Regions from separate parts of the Mus musculus genome. Here region 2 is linked to region 1. The links are chromatin contacts, called in public HiChIP or PLAC-seq maps. All regions are on one chromosome and are shown on one strand. Each heading gives the region's core, a stretch centred on a gene start, on an enhancer-like site or on the middle of the called end of the contact. The rest is flanking DNA. Distances are from core to core; before and after follow the strand shown. Region 1 holds the start of Gemin8 (gem nuclear organelle associated protein 8). Region 2 overlaps Gpm6b (glycoprotein m6b).

Region 1 (3,265 bases), core at 476-2,975:
CAAACACAGCACACACTCAATTGCTGGCACAGCAGCAAAAATCTTGAGTAATTTGGGTAGTTAAGACCACTTTTATCTTTCCAGTGAATTATTTTAAATTACTTTCTATAAACATATTTCTGATAATTCTATGCTAAATTCTTTTCTGCATACTGTACTTGCTCCGGGCACTTATTTGGAGGGATAGATGCTATACTTTATTCCTTTTAGAGGTCCCATTTTTCTTCCACCAGAGAAAATAACAGGTATAATCTCCTGCCTTTGGGGGCTACTGGAATTGTTGAGATTGTCTGTTATATCCTGATAATATTCTCTCCTACCCGTGCTCCCCCAAATTATTAAGGGGCAGTAACTAAAAACAACAATCAGTAAGAAGTTCCAAATGTCTAAATATATTAATATATTTCCAGTTCATCTGGCCTTAAATGTTACAGTCTGCATCTGATTGTCCAAGTGCTTTATGAGTGGATTTCCCAACATAAAGAAGTAATTCTGAGAGTTCTATAGTGTGCTTGAGAACTCTTATCTAACCTCTAGCTATGTTTAATTTCCTGCCATCCTTCTTATCTTAACTTCTCCTTAAACGCTGGACTTGAAGAAACACCAATAAGCCTCTGCCATCTGTAAAACAGTTTCACGATGGAAACGCCTGCCTCTCTGCAACTTGGGTTGATTTTTCCCCCCAGCCCAGCAGTCAACAGAAGGGATCATACACTTTACTGTGAACTTGCACGTGTTAGATTTACCCAAAGCATATACACATGGTTTCTCTTTCCACTGCCATCCCAAAGACACTGTTATCTTGACGAATCATGCTAGCATAAATTGTACTTTCAAACAGTATCACAATCTCACAATTCATAGAGGCTTTGTGTCTGTAACTTTTAGTCTTAAGATTTTGAGTAATGTTCTGGCTTTTAGTTAAAAAACAACAACAAAACAAAAACCAACAAACAACCCCCCCCAAGCAAATAAAAACCCCAACAACAGTGGAGTCCAGAGCCTAATTTGTGCAACGAGTTTGTAACAATCATTTCAGAAAAAAAAAGGGAAAATGGTTCAGAACTCTGGCTACCCACAGCAACTGTCAAATGTTCTTAAGATAACATCAACTAAGAATTCTGACCTACAGAACTCAAAAGTTGCAAGGGGGGCGGGGGAGAAACTCAGGTTTTTGTTGTTTTGTTTTTGTAAATGAGCCAGTAGCTTAGACATCTCTGCAGAAACGTGTCCTGACAGACTTCCTGCAACATTGTGATCCACAGCACGTTTGAATTACACTGTGAGTTAAAACAAAACAAAACAAACAAAAACCCCAAACCTTCCCATGCTTGAGCCTCACTTCTCAAGATCTGAACTGGAATAGTCTGAGGTGGGGGCCTGGGAACAGAATTCTCAGCAGGCACCCAAGGATTAGGAAGCACATAGGGCTTGAGAGCATAAATTAGAACTAGTTTTAACAGTCTGTCAGGGGTTGGGACTCTCACGGGTCTAGGCAACCTCCTCGTGCTGCCGGGTGATGGTAATTAAAGCCACAGCATGAGCGCCAAGCCAGTACTCCAAGCTTCAGGAGTCCGCCACGCTATTCCCTTACTCCCCAAAAGCAACCCATCAGCCCCCGAAGTCACCTCGTGGGCACGCAGCTGGCAGATCTCGGGCGGTGGGCAACAACGGACCTAGCTCTGGTGGTGGGGAGGAGGAAGGGGCGGGAGAAGTGGGGGAGTGACACAAGGAGAGCGGGAGGCTCGGGTTGCCTGGGCAACAAGGAGCTCGCTTCCGGTACGGGGCTTGAAAGACGGAAGTCCCGCCTTATCCGTGACGTAACGTCGTGTCAGTGGCTACACAGAGTCAAGGGCGGCACAGGAAGCGAATTCGTTTGTTTGGGCGGTCCCGGCAGCTAGCTATTGGGCACTAGGGGATCAGAACTGAATTGCACCCTCAGCTTTCGGTTATTATTATTATTATTTCTTCTTTAGCTTTTACTTTCTTTTCACTTTCTTAACTAAAATGGAAGGTGAGAAATTGTTTTGAAAATACAGATTCACTCAGATCTGTGTCAGCTTGACATTTATGAACCTTAATTTGTACCTAGTGTTTCTGTCATTATAATCGTCAGCAGTACATGCCCTTCTAGAGTTGCACAAGAGTCCTTAGTAACCAAAGATGAACTACTAGAAGGCCAAGTGGGCTTATTTGGCAAAATGTGCCATATTTTGCAGGAATTTATTACTAGGAAAACCAGATTTGGACCAGATGCATGGTTATTCCAAAAAGTGAAAATAGGAAACAATTTAAATGCCAAAGGCTAAGATAATTAGGCAATGTCAGTAGTGGGACATTATTACCTTATCATTCCTGTAATATTGGTGAATCAAAGTAGTATAAAAGAATATTTAGCAAACATATACCAGATGTCTACTATATGCTAAGTATCTGCAGTGTCTTGTAGCTTCAAGGCACACGTGATTTTGAGGTACTTAAATGTGAGAATTTTCGATGTGCTTAACTAAATTCCACAGTACATTTTAAAGAGTTAATATTGAAAAAAAAATACGTGAACTGTCTAGTTGTTGTTGACACTGTCTCACTTTCAGCTGGGTCGAAGGTCATCATCTTGCCCTGGCTGGTTTGAATTCCCAGAGATCCACCGGTCTCTTGACTGTTGGGATTACAGGCACGCGTATCAACAAGCCTGCCTTAACTAACTCACATTTTAAGCAATCTTAACCTGGCAGTGGTGTAGCTTCATTGATAGAATGTTTGTCCAGCATGAATGATGCGCTGGATCATTCCTTTATAACATCTCACATCTGGGCATATTGGCGCATCTGTAATCCTAGAATTCTGGGCATGGAAGCAAGGTTGTTGTGGCTACACAGTGAATCTGAGGTCAACCTGGGATGCATGAAGCTGTTTGAGGAAAAAAAAAATCCTTGCCTTAGGGAAGGAGAATTTACCTTAAATGAAGAGTAAAATGAATTCCATGTACATATTTTAATATTTATGTACATATTTTAATAATATGTACATATTTATTAATCTGTTCAATAGAACATGAAATTATATATGTGGCATAAATTATAATTCTAAAGGAGAGTAATATTTTACTTAGTGAATATACACTGGTAAACACAGTTTTTTTACTTCACAAAATTGACAATTGGTTGGGTAGAGATCATAGACAGTCAATGCAAGTGTAATTATGTTTTTCATTTGTTTGTTTAGAAAGAGTCTCATGTAGCCCGTGCAGAACTCCTATTTCCCA
Region 2 (3,265 bases), core at 542-3,041, 210 kb before region 1:
GGTTATTCGCTATTAATACTCTTCTGCTGGCAGAGCTGGCAGACACGGAGCATGCTCTACTAGTTTGCTTCATAGTAGGTTGAAGAAACGTTAGTATGCACATATAGTGAACTTGGGAATAAAATGACCAAGTTATTGTTAAGAAGTAAAAATGAAATATATGACAGTGTTTTTCACCATTTTGAGAGTAATTTTAAAAGACAAATGCAAAAGTTCAGAAACATGTTGCTTTTTATGTTTAAAAATGTGGAGCAAAGACTTATCTGTGGGTAAAAAAAAAAAAATCCCCCCAAAGGCCTACAAAGTGTGAAAAATGTTCATTTTGAGTAAATGACTATAGAAGTATATATTTACCATGAAGAAATTAAATGAATGTCAAAACCAAAATTAAAAGCTAAGTATGAAGTCTATATGTTAACAATTTTTTAGCAATGAAAACTATTTTCTCCCTTTTATAACTGCCAGTATTTCATTTCCTCTAAGTTCATTTCACATAAAAATCCTTATCATTCTTTACAGTTCCTGTGGCATACACATCCTTCCCATGTATTTTCCCATTGCCCGAAGCAAATCTACACAGCTCAGTTTCCTTAAAGGCCACATTCCCTTCTCATACCATACTTCCTTCTCAACGTAGATGAGACCTTCAACTCTGGGCCCAACTTCTCTTCCCATTAAAATCTTACATGTAATTTAAGAACCTAGTTATGAGGGAACAGTTGCTATGCAGCAAGACAATTTAAAGTTACCAGTTTTGTGGGTTCTAAAGAAGTGATGGTGTTGTATCAAAAATATGTAATCTTTTTTTTTTTTTTTTCAGAAAAATCAAATGGGTGATACCCTTCAAATTTTTATCTGGCCTAACTTGGCATCTATTTGGTAAGGAGCCAACCATGTGTTATAAAAATCTTTAAACTTAATTTTAACTATACTTGCAAAATCTTGTCTAGAAAGGTGTGACAAAATGAAAGCTAGGTTCTAACTTTCCTCCTTTGGCACTCGTTCTCTTTCCCGTCACTAAGGCTGGTTATCAAGCAAGCAAAACTAACGGAAAAGACAGGTGTGTCAAGGTATTAATATTCCATTGAGAGATACTGACTGCTCAGAGTTTAAGTTCAAGAAAATTATTTTTCAAAGGATGCTTACCGGAGTCAGTAAATAACAATCCTTTTCAAACTGTGGGAATAGCCAGACCCCATTCTTTTGTAATTCACATACAGTAAGTCCTATTTAGTCTACCATGCAAAGTGAGTTAACTGAAGCTATTTACAAACTACTGTAGCAAAACTGCAGAAACCTAGGCTCCGCTTTAGTCTGGAGTGTCAGTGGTGTTCATGCTACAGAATTGAGCTCCTAAATCAAGCTCCTTATTGACCTTATGCGATTTAGAACTTAGTGCAGCAGTCTTCCCGACTCTTAAACTTCAAAACCGCATAGTTATATGTAGTAGCCATCATGTAGATCAGCTGGTGGAAGAGAACAAAACAGAGCGGTAAGATACAGGCAGTGAGGGTGATGGTGTGACACCTCTAAAACTGGACAGGGCTAAGTGCCAGCTCAGTCTGAGGGGTTTCTCCCCACCTTCTCCTCAAAGCAGAAGAGTTCTCTCGTCTAGCACATGCCTCTTTTCTGAGCACACATACATAATGGAAACCTTTGGCTCTGCCCTCAGTAAGCTTATTAAAAAGCCTTGGATGGATTTCAAGAATAACAAGATAGCAAGCTGGGTCAGCAGTATAAGAGATGAAGCTCAGGGCCCTATTTCTTCCCATCTGTCCCAAACTGCCTGCTCAGCAGCAATTAGTCTTCCTGCCTGTTGCTCAGCCAAGAGAACAGGTCACGGCCATGGTGAGTTCATGGGAAGGAATGACTTAATGCTTAGGAAAACGGAGAATGGGTCATCCCCAAGCAGCTGAAATCTCTTTAGTCTCCCAACCTCAAACTAGTTTTCTACAAATCATAAACCAAGCAAAACAAACATGCATGCAAGCCTGTTTGCTTATAAGTTGATTCTCATTATGTGCAGATTCCAAGTTTGGCAACTTGTAAAATATGTAATCACCAAACCAGTATTTTCTCACCCATGACTAGGCACGTTCAAAGCACTTAAGGATTTGAGTGCCCTTATGTGCACAGTCCCAGCTGAGGTCTACTGAAGTGATACTTTGCTGCACTTGTTTTGCACCCACAGTAAACAAGCATCCAGTGTCACATTTGCTAAAATAGTTCCCAAGAAAAGGGTACAAGTGCCTTCCAGAGCTAATGTGCATGACAGAACCTTTAGGTAGGCATGGGTGATAGTGATGTTGCCCATGAACTCACTAGTAATATATCAACAGTATTCGCTAAGGTGTCTTACACTGAAATCTACATGGGAGGACATGACCAAGAACCTCCTCTATTTTCTCCAGCAGGCTGTGTTCAATATATACAACTTAGCATTTATATTGCCTTTATAGAAGATTATTTCTGCACATAAGGAGATCAACTATATATTACCTTTCTATTTGGAAGTCAATATTTCTTTGCAGAGAATGGGCAGTGCCTCACAAGAGTCTCTGTCCCTGAATGAAATCATGGAACTAATTGCTAAGTGCAATAAGGCAACATGCTATGCCTAGTCAGCAGGTGTTGGTACCCTCTCTTCTTTCCAGTGTCCAAATTGCATCAGTCGGTGCCAAGACAGCCACTAGTACTTCCTGCAAACTAGACATTCGGTAAGTTTACAGAGGGAACAGTTAACCACAGCAGAATACACAGATCCTTTGCTTCATCTGCTGGTAAAAGCTGAAAGGGAAACCTGTGGTTCGGAGGTAGGGAAGGAATGCTACACTAGGGTGGTTCTGGGATACTCACCAGGGCAATGACGGTGGCACCAGCTCCAGCACAAGCCACAATGAACAGGTGATAGGACATGTAGAACTAGGAAAGAATAGGGCTCCATGAGCATTTTGTGGGGCAGGAAGGGCCTTAAATGTGTTCTGGAATGATGCTTCACTGTCCTTCACAGTTACTGGCTGCCAGCCTGGGCACAGACCCACATGCCCTTTGAGCCTTGGATGCATGTTACAATCACTGTGGGAACTTCGAGCCTTTCTGATGCTCAATCTGCACCCCAGACCAATCACATCAGATTACCTTGGCCTCAACCATGGATATAGTGTAGTCCCTTGATGACTGCAATGTGCACCCAAGGTTAGGAGGCTCTGCTCTGAGCCAACAGTCCATGTTATGATTATACAAACTGACAAGCCAGATACTGTAG

What was found. HiChIP or PLAC-seq counts read pairs in DNA pulled down with a chosen protein or histone mark.
Region 2: an H3K4me3 HiChIP or PLAC-seq map of neural progenitor cells shows a contact between it and region 1, with 6 times the contacts expected there. The contact joins the enhancer-like site here to the promoter of Gemin8 in region 1. A contact is called at or near these places in 4 of 39 promoter capture datasets (embryonic stem cells, hippocampal neurons, liver and 1 more), 1 of 15 datasets of contacts at CTCF or cohesin (large pre-B cells), 4 of 484 Hi-C or Micro-C datasets (cerebral cortex, cortical neurons, embryonic fibroblasts and 1 more), 18 of 115 datasets of contacts at active chromatin or transcription factors (T-cell acute lymphoblastic leukemia, bone marrow-derived macrophages, craniofacial prominence and 10 more) and 5 of 9 other capture datasets (adipose tissue, embryonic stem cells, liver and 2 more).

Annotation. Positions count from the first base shown.
Region 1 is chrX:166,168,914-166,172,178 of GRCm38.p6, reverse strand. It overlaps Gemin8 (gem nuclear organelle associated protein 8), which reads right to left and starts at 1,725. Exons shown (of 4, transcript NM_146238.4): 1 at 1,629-1,725.
Region 2 is chrX:166,383,592-166,386,856 of GRCm38.p6, reverse strand. It overlaps Gpm6b (glycoprotein m6b), which reads right to left. Exons shown (of 8, transcript NM_001177955.1): 7 at 2,857-2,922. It also overlaps a transcript of Ofd1 not described here. Among named protein-coding and RNA genes, the nearest start is that of Gpm6b, 41 kb to the right of the region's middle. Within about 2 kb of position 1,791, at least 14 of the 459 cell types and tissues checked have an H3K27ac peak or open chromatin away from gene starts, as enhancers often do. A contact at or near this core is called in neural progenitor cells, where this site is marked.